Linked DNA regions of Mus musculus: region 1 is linked to region 2. The links are chromatin contacts, called in public HiCAR-type maps. All regions are on one chromosome and are shown on one strand. Each heading gives the region's core, a stretch centred on a gene start, on an enhancer-like site or on the middle of the called end of the contact. The rest is flanking DNA. Distances are from core to core; before and after follow the strand shown.

Evidence for each region. HiCAR-type assays count read pairs that join an accessible place to other places.
Region 1: a HiCAR-type map of fibro-adipogenic progenitors shows a contact between it and region 2, with 2.8 times the contacts expected there. The contact joins two enhancer-like sites. A contact is called at or near these places in 5 of 484 Hi-C or Micro-C datasets (arterial endothelial cells, embryonic stem cells, neutrophils and 2 more), 3 of 115 datasets of contacts at active chromatin or transcription factors (bone marrow-derived macrophages, fibro-adipogenic progenitors and heart atrium) and 2 of 9 other capture datasets (bone marrow-derived macrophages and embryonic stem cells).

Annotation. Positions count from the first base shown.
Region 1 is chr13:81,348,531-81,355,017 of GRCm38.p6, forward strand. The region is part of intron 83 of Adgrv1 (adhesion G protein-coupled receptor V1); the gene reads right to left. Among named protein-coding and RNA genes, the nearest start is that of Gm32639, 250 kb to the left of the region's middle. Within about 2 kb of position 3,096, at least 67 of the 459 cell types and tissues checked have an H3K27ac peak or open chromatin away from gene starts, as enhancers often do. A contact at or near this core is called in bone marrow-derived macrophages, fibro-adipogenic progenitors and heart atrium, where this site is marked.
Region 2 is chr13:81,135,428-81,141,772 of GRCm38.p6, forward strand. All of the region lies in intron 87 of Adgrv1 (adhesion G protein-coupled receptor V1), which reads right to left. Among named protein-coding and RNA genes, the nearest start is that of Gm32639, 35 kb to the left of the region's middle. Within about 2 kb of position 1,529, at least 150 of the 459 cell types and tissues checked have an H3K27ac peak or open chromatin away from gene starts, as enhancers often do. A contact at or near this core is called in bone marrow-derived macrophages, fibro-adipogenic progenitors and heart atrium, where this site is marked.

The DNA.
Region 1 (6,487 bases), core at 1,846-4,345, 210 kb after region 2:
TGAGTGATGGAGCAGGCTCTTGGAGTTGCAGTGCTCAAAGCAGGACAGGCCTAGGCAGATGGAGATAACAGGTAACCTTGAACACAAGGTTAATTTGCTGTGTGCTTTGAGCTTGGGAACAAAACACAACTACCACACAAGGTCTACTTTTTTGAGACATCTCCAAATGAGAGTCATTTTGTGGTGATGAGGCATTTCATTGTCACAGGCACATGACATGTGCACAGTGACAAAGCCAACTTAGAAATTATCTGAATGAGGCTGTATTTACACCAGGAAACTGGGCAAGTTATTCATGTCTGTCTCTGTGATGCTCTTATATAAAACTACTATCCTTTGTTTTCAATAAGATACTCAATAACATTTACTTCCTCTCTCATTCAAAGAAAATGAGAGGAGAGAGAGAGAGAGAGAACAAAGATGAATCAAAAAGCTTTCTTGAAAACAAGTTTCAGAATGGAGTAAAACCATTAAAATATTCTAGGTAAAAATATATCAAATTTGACCTCAAGGTTTATAAATAGTGGACTAATAGATTGAGAATATATTAATGTAAATGGTATTCCTTATACCTGTGAGGAGCTTTCCTAAGTACACAAACTTCTTCTCCTTGTCTTAGTCCTTACTGTAAAAGTGGTCTGCATTCTGTGGTAGTTTGAATAGGTATGGCTCCATGGACAAATGTGCTTGAATGCTTGGCTCATTCCGAGTGGCACTATTAGGAGGTTGGCCTTGCTGGACGTGGTGTGTTACTGTTACTGTCACTGCACAGGTGGGCTTTGAGGTCTCATATATGCTCAAGTAACACCCAGAGTGGCACATTCTCCTCCTGCAGACTCTTGGCTACTCCAGCACCCTGCCTGCCTGCATGCTGCCAATGCTTTCTGACATGATACTGGACTTAATCTCTGAAACTGTAAGTCAGGCCAGGTGAAATGTTTTCCTTTATAAGAGTTATAAGTGCCTCTCCATAGCAATGGAAAACCCTAACTAAAACACCTTCAAATGTGGAAAAAAAAAGCTGTTGGTTGTCAGTTCATGCTTTTTCCTCTCCTTTCAAACCTTTAATCACTCTTCAGGCTTGTTTTTCAACATCTGCATCCATACCTTGGATAAATCTAAACACTATAAAGCCCTCACTCACTTTCCATCTTTCACTGGGATCATCTGGCCTGAGTCTACCTCTCCTAAAGTATTCAGTGGAAAAACACAAGATTAAAAGAAAGAAAAGGTTTGCGATCAGACAAAGCTATTAAATGGTAGCACCGTTAATGAGTACTCAACTCAGAGTATTAACAGCTTGATAATTAGAACCTTTAATCAAAAATGTCAACTTAGCAGGGACATAATTTCCAGCAACACTGGACACAGGTGGACTTCATTGTCCTTTTTTATCCTTTCCTTTTAATTTGATTAAATCAGAAATAACAGCTACTGTAAGCCTTCCTGGAACTCATCGTTTAATTTCTGTTCCAAAATTGCACAGGTAGGATCCAGCCACTTCTGGCATAAAAGGTAGAGTGCAAGACATACAGAATATTCCATCAATTAGCAGCAGACATCACACAATGATGCTTTTAACTGTAATGATGTTCATATATATATATATATATATATATATATATATATATATATATAATCTTAAAGTATTATCAAGCTGTGAATATTGAGAGTATGGGCTGTTTCCTTAGAAGCAGAGGCTACAGAGCACTTGAGCACAGAGCAGTCAATGCTCAGGGTCAGACTGAATAGGAAAGGGAGCTCTAAGATCAGCCACTGTTGACTTCCTCATAAAGACAAGAGGCTAATGGGAAATGGGGAACGTGAGGTGACCCATATCCTCAGGAGAAGGTGACATATTGAGGCTGTGGTTGTCATGAACAAATTGTTAGGTTAGCAGTTCTAGTGATCACAAAGTGGAGCTGAGATGTGACTCCACAATGAACCATGTGGTGGTTGCTTCTCTGAGTGAACCTTTCAAAGCACAGAAGACAAAGCCTTGACGTGAAACTCAAGCTTTCCCAGCCTGCCTGGGAGACTAGGATTCTGTTTTCCCCAGTGATCTCTGTAAAGAGGATGCTGCCAGTCAGTGTTCCACTCTCGGGTGTATTTAATATTCCCTGAACTTTATAAAGCCCAAAGATATCACTGATGACATTTTGGGACTCAAGGGGCTTAAATATCATCTTAAAATAATTTACTCTAATTGAATTAAAATTTTAAATTAAATAAATGCTATTGACCCTTTGGGAAAATCAAAGATAAAATACAAACAATAACAAACAGCATAATGAAGAAGAAAATTGAAAATATAAAAGCCCAGAAGGAAATGGGGGGAAAGTTGTTCTTCCTGTGATGAGAAGAGTCCATTCCCCAAATAAACATAGCTTTACCTAATGTGTTTACAGGAAAAAGCAATTAAACCTAAGCGAATAAAATAACTTGTATTTTACTCCTATGGTAATTGCTGTTTGTTCTTGTATGTTTTTAAGTATTTTTGAAATTATAGTGTAATTAATTACATCATTATCCCTCTTTCCTGTCTCCTCTCTAACCCCTCCAGTGTGCCCCCTTGGCCTCATTCAAACTCATGGCCTCTTTTTTTTTAAGAGTTGTTACACATATATATGTGTGTTCTTAAATACATAAATACAACTTCCTCGATCTGCTTCCTGTTCCTTTTATGTATGTCTTTAGGGCGAGCCATTTGGTTTTGGATAACCAATTGGAATGCCCTTCCCTACAGAAGACTACTTCTCCCACTCTGCATTCCTTGGTTGCTGACAATTCTCTGTCTGAAGTTGAGACCTCGTGGGATTGTTCTTTTCTCTTTACATTTTTAGAACGTACAACGCTCCTTGCTTCCCCGTGTTTCCTTTGTTTTCAAATCTCACCGATGGATTGCTCTAAAATATAAATGATGATCGGGTCCATTTGCAAGCCCCCCCCCCCTTTGCCTGTGTATCTTAAAACTACTTGCGGAGTGATGGCGTCCAGTGGGTGTCTGAGAATCCACTCTTGATAGAGAGCTGTAGAAGTGGGGCTGAGCTTGCAGCCAGCTGTGCTGCTGGGCGGTCCTATCACTTCCTTCTGCTCGCAAGAGAGAAAAAGCAAACAAAAGCCGTGCACGGTCCATACACTGCTGAGTCTGTGACCTTTATTTCCTCAACCCCTTTCCCACGCTAGGCTCCACTTAGCAGCTGAAGTAGGCTTATCCTAGGGAAACAATTACTCACAGGTAGACACTCAAAGGTTTCTCCTCGTGTTCCAGTCTATCAACAGGATGAGATTTAACAAACAAATATGAGCAGTCTTTACCCTCAAGGAAACTATAATCCACTAGCTGGAAAACTGACTAAGTATGTAGCAAAAAAAGGCAACTCGGACGCGGACCGCAGTCCTTTCCACATACCCTCTGTATGCTTCGGATTGGACAGTCTCCCTCAGTGAGCCTTAGACCACTGTGTCCTTGAGGACGTCATCACAATTAGGCTGGAGTTAGTTTGTCTAATCTCACAAGCAACTGATAGAATGACTGTGAAGACTGAGGTAATTTTTGGTTAGTCTGTTTGCTTACTCTCACATGGGACTTACAAATGATAGGGAATATGGAGGTCATTTTAGAAAGTAAGAATTTTCTCACTGACCTTCAAAGACCTTCAAAGATGCTGCTCAGAAGGGGATTCTAATTAGCATTTGGGATTGTACACTTGGTATCTCTCTGGGGGGGGGGGGGGGAAGGGGGTAATGAATTTATTTTTTTATGAGAAACAAAACAAAAACAGAGTTCCAAGGGCTTATTTTAGTCTTTTAATTCCAAGTTAAACTAAGTAGTAAACAATCCTTTCTTAAGTGGTTTCCTCCCTCACGGCCACCACTGACGCAAGCGTCGCAGACATTGGCCTGGAGGGAGGCCTCCAAGGATTACGCAGCATGCTTTAGACGCAACTTGGCAGCCGCTTGTAAACTCCAAAATGAGTAAATCAAATATCAGCAGTCATTGTGGACCTGAATTGCTTCCTCTCTCCCAGTTTCTCACACAACTGTTTGCACCCGGCTTCCCCTCTCAAAACAGCAGCGGGCTCTGGCGGAAGTCTAGTCTCTCCACTTTGCTTCTGTTCAGCGCAACTGCTTATATTATTTTTCTCAAGCCTATTAATAACTTGTAAAAAAAATAAGAGGGACTCATGGCAAGATGTAAACAACAGAACAAGTATCTTCCTGTGTTGTTTCACCATACATTTTGGACTATGAATTCTGTCTTTAACTCAAGAATATGAATTCGACGGTAAGTTTACAAAAAGTAGTCCCACTGAAAACATACACAGGAAAATAAAAAGTAGTCCAACTAAAAACATACACATTTTCCACAATTAAACAATTGTTACTTTTGCTTTGTAATACTATTGTATTTCTTCCTGAATTTTAAATATTATAACAGATAAAAGTTGTACTGGTTAAGCCTTTGTGGGTCATTTTAATTTCATTCTTTATATTTTCATGAAGGACATATTTTTACATTTTTCCTTTCCTCCAATCCCTCTCATTTCCTCTCCATGTTCTCTTCCACATTTATGGCCTCTTTTTTTATTAATAATTCTTACAAACATATTTGTATATATTTTTGTGGGTCCTTAGTACATGATTTTAGTAGAATGAATTTGAAGTAGCATTTAAAAATACTTCCCTTATATCTTTTCCTATTCCTTCACTGGAACAAATATCACAGTTTTTTAGATTGTTGTAAGACATTAATATTTTTTAAAAAAACTGATATATTTCAGTGTATAATAAATGACTTAATTTCTAATAGATATTAACTCAATACAAGAATAAAGGGCCAGCCGGGCATGGTGGCACACACCTTTAATCCCAGCACTCAGAAGGCAGAGGCAGGTAGATTTCTGAGTTCGAGGCCAGCCTGGTCTACAAAGTGAGTTCCAGCACAGCCAGGGCTACACAGAGAAACCCTGTCTCGAAAAACAAAAACAAACAAACAAAAAGAAAAAAAAAACCAAAAAAAATCAAAACAAAACTATGATCCCACTCACACCTGACAGAAAAGAGGATTCTAAACCTTCCATAGAAAATAGGGTAGTAAGGCACACTTGGGCCTTTTTAGATCAATTAACACATTTCTAAAAGCAGTGCTTGTCAGACACAAATACATGCCTGTGGGGCCCAAACTCTCATCCAAGAATAGGTGTAAGGAATTGTTATTTTTGTTACTGTCCCCTAAGTCAAACCTGCTTAGACCTGGAGACTAATCCCCACCACTTCCAGGTCTGCACCGACCGTGATTTCCTCACTCAGCAACTCTTAAGCAGTTGAACCACCAATGAATCCTTGCAAACTAAACGGAACATAATCCAGGTTAAAGAAATCCCTTAGCATCACTGATCCTACCGGACACACCCCATACCTCTGCCTTTACTAACGTTTGCACTTTAACTATAGATCCTACATGATAAAAACATCTCAGCTTTCAATGTAACTTGAGAATTCTCATCCTTATCAAAATCTTGTGAGCCCACTCCTCATCCAGGGTAGAATGAATAACTCCATGTCCATTCCTTCTACTATGTGCTCTGAAGGCCCCCAAGCTTACTCTACTCTACAGAGTTCATCTGCTCACTTTTCCCATCTTCCTCACAAACTGGTGGATCTCGATTTTGTTCTGTGTATTCTCCTCTGTAGTTCCTAGCGTATCATTTAATACATTGCAAAACAAGCTAAATAATTGGATAACAGGAACAGTGAATAACTGTTGCGTACGGTAAGTCTAAAATGTTCTTCCATAGATATCTCACAGAAGGCTTTTAGCCTTTATGTTGCATAAAAGGCAAATGGGATTTTCCTGCCCTGGTTCAAACCCACAAAGACCAGAGGAGGACTTATTTGCTCTCGCCTAACTTTTTTATATTCTCACGAGCCTTTCGATCGTGAATCCTGGGAAAGATTTCAAAAGAGTAATTCCAAATCCTTAAGAGTCAAAGATTCCCCAAGGGTTGTTTCTTTAAATGACAGAAGGACATTTTTGTTGGAGTCTCATGAGTATCTGGTGGGTTTGAGGATAATAATCACCCGAGTCAGAATATTAATTGTTGGCTAGGCTGAGTCCTTACGGTTAATCGAACACTAATTGTTGGCTAGGCTGAGTCCTTACGGTTAATCTCTCAGATTCCTGTAGCCCTGAACCTTTCTCTACAGAAGGAAAACTCTATGCTATTGGTGCCTATACACCAGGACTTATGTACTAGCTAGTGCTATTTGTTGCTCTTCTAAAATCAATATTTATTGATCACTTCCCTAGGCAAATTCAAAGTAGCAAAGAAACCCAACACTTCCACTTTCATGTTTCCAAGGAAGACAATTTTACTCGTTCAATGAACATTTTTTGAAAATATTTTCAGGTGGGCAGTAGAAAGTTATGGTTGTTATGTAGCATTAACTCAGTTATCATAAAGAATGCTTTCAGCTACTCATC
Region 2 (6,345 bases), core at 279-2,778:
TCTAGGCAATAATGACAAGAAGACAAATAGGTTTGTGTTCAGTACAGGTATGATTTGTTAAGAATGTTTCCTATCTGTATTGGTTGACTCCTGACATACAAACCCGTGGAAGGATGGAGCTCTCTGGGCCCTTGGAGGTGGAGAAAACTTAAAGTCAGGGCCATCATAACACAGAGTTCTTGGGGTAAATGACTTGATGCCAGAGAATGCATTGAAAATTCTTAGGCTCAGAGAGGAAGTGGATGATTAGAGCAGAGACTTAAGTACGCCGGTCAGAGAGGCCTACTTCACTTCCAGGTCAGTGACACTCCTAACCCCTGGGAAGTGGAATCCTGGAGCACTTAGCTCCATGCTGGGCACACAGTATGTACATGTTAAAAGCCGCTTTATAACTTAGGAGGAGAACGATCAGCAGAGGGGAGGAAAGAGCGAGAAGAGAGGCAAGAGGAAAGAGGGAAGAGAGAAGAGCCTGATGGTCTTAAATAATCCTCAAAATTTATTCTGGTTAAATGTACTTTCTGTCAGTAAGCTGTTAAATACAGTTTACTGTAAACCAAATCAACAAACCATGCACACATGCGTTCCGAGGCGCGGGGTGGATGACGTCATGCCCATCCCCCTCCCTCCACGTTATTTTACCCTTTATGATGGTTCCAAGTCTTCTGTTTGTTTGGTCGGGATCCAGCATTAACCTACCACTTCCTTGAAGTCTTCTGGGCACTCACTAATTTATAGTAATCTCTTCTGGTTCCACCCCTGCAGCGTCATGTTCTGTATTTCCCCTCATTTGGCACTTTGTCCTCCACTGCCTGGGGCCGTTCCCTGAAGACCCACTCTCCCAGTTCCCCTGCTCTGACAGTCAAGCCCGTAAATCTTAATTATAAGGCTAGGATATGATCCTCACTAAATCCTAGTTACATTCAGTGTCTTATTTGAAACTTCTAGTGCCCCGCTCCTCTCCCACAAATCCACTTGCTCTGGAGAAATCTGGTCTTGAGATGACTAACAAGTTCTAGCACCTCATCCCCAGCCTGACATTTTCAAATTATTTACATACTTCATCATTTTCCAGTGTGTACTACCAAAACAACGTTTATATTAAAAACACATTTAATCATCCAACATTTTTCCCTAAGAACTGTGCTGATGATAGCCAGGGGCACTGTCCCACTTAGAGGAGCTGAAATAAGGAAAGGTCCCCTGCTTGACCAAATGATAGACTGGGAGTGGGGTTAAAAGGAGAAATGAGGTCAGCCCAAGACAGTCTGGTGGCCTCGAAAGAGAAGCTGGTGCCACAGTCAGCACACTAGGTCCACTGGAAGTACATACTTCCTCATGTGCCAGATGCAGCCAGTCATGGGCTGTGTGTTTACTTTGCTTTGAGAAGTGGCTTTGCTTCTTGTAAGTTTTTTTTGTTTTTTTCTTCTTGTGGAAGAAGGCCAACACATGACATAATCTGTTTGCAACACTGGGCTAGAGACAGGATTGTTCTGTGACTTGGCCCCGTCATTTCTGAACTGCTGCTGTAGAAAACAGAGAGGGACTGAAGAACAGAAAACAAAAACAGGGCTGGGAGCAACAAGGGAAAGGCAGTGCTCGGGTGGGCCTCATTCACAAGCAGCCGGCAGCACACACAGTAAGATACAGTTTGATTCCTTAACGTCACGAGGCAGGCGTCCAAGTTCCAGATCATCCACAGGTGTCTGTTTTGTAGTTCACAACTTCCTGCTTTCAAAATCCCGGTAATGAGATAGTGACTGCCTCGAGCCAAAGATGAAGTAGCTACTATCAGTGTGGAAGCCCCATTACCACCCCACCCTCCAGGGGTTGTTTCTTACCCATGGACTTTATTCTTTAGGTACCGATCAGGCAGCTGAGCCTCTGCCCAGTGCAAGACGACTTAGTAGAGATATGAGTTATTGTAAAGGGGGCCTTTGCAGAGTTTATATGTAAGACAGGTAGATAACTAGACAGTGCAGTGTGCTGCACATGAAGCAAAGCAAGATGAATTGGTAGCTTTTGTTCAGGATACAAAATCAGGAAGCTGGGTGTACAGCAAGCACCAAGACTTATCCCAAACCATTTAATCCTTATTTGTTTTCATAATGAAAATTGGGATGCTTTCAAAATCAATAGACTACCATCCCGTTAATCCATCACCTAAACAGCTCCCTCTGCCTCCTTCCTAAAGTCACAATGACTGTTGAACGTGCTAGAAGGAAGCCAGTCTCACAGCGCCATGAGTTCCTCATGGCCCCTGGAAGAATTGCTTGTAGCGTTGTTTAAAATCTAATCACCCTGCTTAGAATTATAATTTCAAACAATCAACAGGATCCATTTGGGCCTTCTACTGTAGTTACTGGGAGCTATATGGCTTGTTTAAGTAAATATCTGTGAGCCCCTTCAGCAAGATACCACAGCTAATGTGCTGTGTGAAGATTCCAGTAACTGCCACTCTTTACTGCTGGAAACTGAGCATAGGATCCTAGGGAAGGCAGAATTTTCTGCTGGTTTCAACTGTTACTTCTGTGGATGGGGAGGGAGGAAACACTATAGTATATTTTCACTTGAACTGAGCTGCTCAGTGCCATGACGTTCAGCCTTTTGTTGTTATGATTGTTCTTTTCTCCTCAGTGTATTTTATGGTTCATTTTCTAGGAACAGAGCAAAAGTGCCTTTGTATATTGACCTATCAGTTGCCCTTGTCATTTATAACGAAAGGAGAGAATGAAAACTTTAGATAACACTAGTCCTTGATATCAACTTTGGTTCTGTGGACCTGAGCAAATCAGTAAGTTACCTTGAGCTTGTATCTTCATACCTCTGAGTGAGATGGCTACACTAACTGCTAGCTTAAGATCTGTTTTCAGTGTGAAATGATTTTCATTCTTTAGCAATTATGGTGCCGATCTAATATGTGGGACACCGGGAGGAGCAGAGCAATGGGGGCAAATGGAAAGACTTCTTGGAGATATAGCTTCATGTTGTAGTAGTGGCCCACAATTTCTTTGAAATAAAAATGAGAAATAGAAAGTAAATACAGTCATCATAAATTTGTTAAATAAATATGGAAATTTAAGAAGCCTGCACCGAAACTTCTCTAAAGTATGTTCTAGAACTCTAAAATTCCAGTCTCACTGTCTTTAAAAGTGTCTAGCAACTGGTCATGGTGGCATCTGCCTATCATGTCACCCTCAGGGAGCTGATGCTGGAATACAACAGGCTCAAAGCCAGGTCAAGATATGAGGCAGCCTAGACAAGGTGAGACCTTGTCTTAGAACAAAAAAAGATTTCTGTAAATTTCTTATAGCAGTTTAGCCTTCAGAAGCAACTGAACATTTAAGAAGCTGTGACATTGTAGGAACACAGACTTTCTTTATCCATCCAATTCTAGAAATGATATAATAATTTTTTTTTAATTAAAAACCCTTCTTGTCTGGGCACATGACTTAGTGGATAACATACTCACAGCTTAAGCATGAGGAAAGTGTGGAGCCTACAGCCCACATAAAGCCATTGGTAGCAGCATGTATCTGTAATCCTAGCATGACTATGGCAAGATGGAAGGTGGTGACCGATAAAATACAGAGAACAGTAGGGCCAGTGATATGGGATACTGGGTAAAAGTATTGCCATGGAAACCTGATGGTCAGAACCCATGGTCCAAAGGGTCAAATGACTCTTAGAAGTGGTCCTCTGACCTCCATATATGCACTGTGGCAGACATGACCACACACATATGCCACACGCACATGTACATGCATATACAGATGCACACATACATACACAAGTACACATGTATACACATACACACACCCCTGCTACCATTTCCTGTACTCTAAAGACAAGATAAGGTTGCTCACTTCAGTGCTATTTCACTATGTGCTGAACTGCAAGTTCCTCTGCACTTCTGATGCCACAGGCTCTCAGCTCTGCGGGAGGTGCCACTGTGGTGAGATGCAGGAGGAGGCTGCTATGGCACACTCTGAAAAACATTGCCCTCTAGATTACAATTTTGACTTATGAACGTGTGTTATTTATTATAGAAAACCCCTCCCATTGATGTGTGCCCCCTCTGCAGAGTCAGTATTGGAGAAAGAACAAGAACATCCACAGTAACAATTTGTATTTTCGCAAACTCTTTCTGATGCTGTCTCCAAATTTGTAGAAGGAATGCAAAAGGCCAGCATTCAAGTTTGCCATGGTTGAGATAGCCACAAAAGAATTTTACAACGTTCTCTAAACTGTTCTAATAAAATACACAATGATGACACACCGATGCTTGCTCCTGCCCATCCGTGTCCCAGAGTTTTTTCAATGTTATTTTCCTACAGAGTTACAGTTTGTTTAAAAAATAAATAACTTTATCAATCCCTCTCTTCTACTTAGCACCTATAGAGACTCTCTTCACTCACATTCCATCACTTCTACAGCCCACCTCAAAGACCACACCTCCTGAACCCACTTCTGGATTCTCTTGATCCTCCTACTAACTCTTCATGATAGTGGTATCATTACCAACAATAAATAGAAACAACACAAGATAAAACCACCTTTGCAGTGAGAGGAGCTAGTAATTTTGTTTCAGTTTCACATACTCGGCCATACTTCACTCATGAGTTTTCAACTCCACAAGAGTTTGATGGCATTACATATTCAGTTGAAACCATTGTGGTAGGTAGTTAAACCCTGACTGTCAAGCTCATTAGATTAAAAGCTGCCTAAGGAGGTCAGAAAATTACAGTGTTCAGTGCCTGTAAGGGCATTTTTCTAAGAGGATTGATTTAGGAAGAAAAGACCTTCCCTGAGTGTGGGTACACCCATCACATGGGGTGGAGATATGGATAGAATAAAATGAGAAATACCAGCTAATGAGTCCACCCAACCCCTGCTTCTGGCTGCAGGGAGAGAACTGCTCAAATTTGTGTCCTGCCTGCCAGGAAGAAATGAGAAGTCTATACAGGTGAACCAAAATAAACCTTCCTGCCTCTAAGTTGTATTCCTCAAGTATTTTGTCATGACCATGATTGTATTGTGTACTGTGTGCAGTATTGCATGACTGCATTGTGTGCAGTATTATATGACTGTATTCTGTACAGTAATAAAGAAGTTATTCACAGTGTGGCAAAGTGACAGTAAATCTAAGTCCTTATAAGCCACGTGAATACAAAATTACTAGCCCATGTTCTATAGTTTATTGTGCTTAACAAATCACACAAGATAACTAACACTTCATTATAATAGGGGGTTAATGTAAAATGGTGTGGTCAACTGAATGTAGATATAAGTTGTTTTTCTAGAGTAATGGAGGTAAGGTTAGCAAGTTTTTTTTTTTTATCCATTTAATACACGACTGAAACCGTACCATGAGTGGGCTTATGACTTATTTAAATTACTCTGTCTGCTCTGTGACATGATTTTCCCCCCCCTCATTTTTCTCAGAGAGAAAAAAGAATGCCAAAAGTTGTTCCCTTTCCAAATAAGTAGTGATGGGGAATTATTGTATGATCAAGGAAGTATCTAATTATTAAGTTATTCTCTCTTGAGTTGCTGTTTTACTGTGTACTTATCAAAGTATTATAAATGTAGCATTTGAGTAACAAGCTTCAGTAAAAATAAAAATTAAAGTTTGAATACAAAATGTGTTCTGTAAGTCTCAAGATATCTGAGAGAGCAAGGAAAGGCTTAGGGACCACCTACATAGGGAGCACCTCATAGGGATCACCTACTTAGGGAAGACCACCATAGGGAGCACCTCATAGGGATTACCTACATAGGGAAGACCACCATAGGGAGCACCTCATAGGGATCACCTACATAGGGAAGACCACCATAGGGATCACCTACATAGGGAAGACCACCATAGGGAGCACCTACATAGGGAAGACCACCATAGGGAGAAACTACACAGGGAACACCTATATAGGGAACATCTACAAGTGAGGAATTATGACCTCAATGCCTTCTGGGACTGGTAGTTCCTGGAGATTGCAGATTCACTTCCCAGCCCTAGTCCCAATGGCCTACTAGTCTAGAAATGCCCAGGACTCCTGTAGTCTCAGTTTTACAACTCAAAACAAAAATTCTAGAGAGCATTTATATTTGAAAGCTTTGAAACATTTAGAAAAAAAACAGAATAAATGAAAGTGTCTACAAAACCTTTTTGGGTGCTGATACAAAGTATGGTTCACTTTTCTTTCTATTTGCTTTTCTAGTTTTACAATTTAAACACCAAGTCCCAGGTGAGTGGGATTGGTTCTGCTTCTTTAAGATGAAGAAAGCAACCTTTAGGATCTTGGCCCAGGTCACACATTGAGATAGAGCCAGGTCTGTGTTTCCCAATTC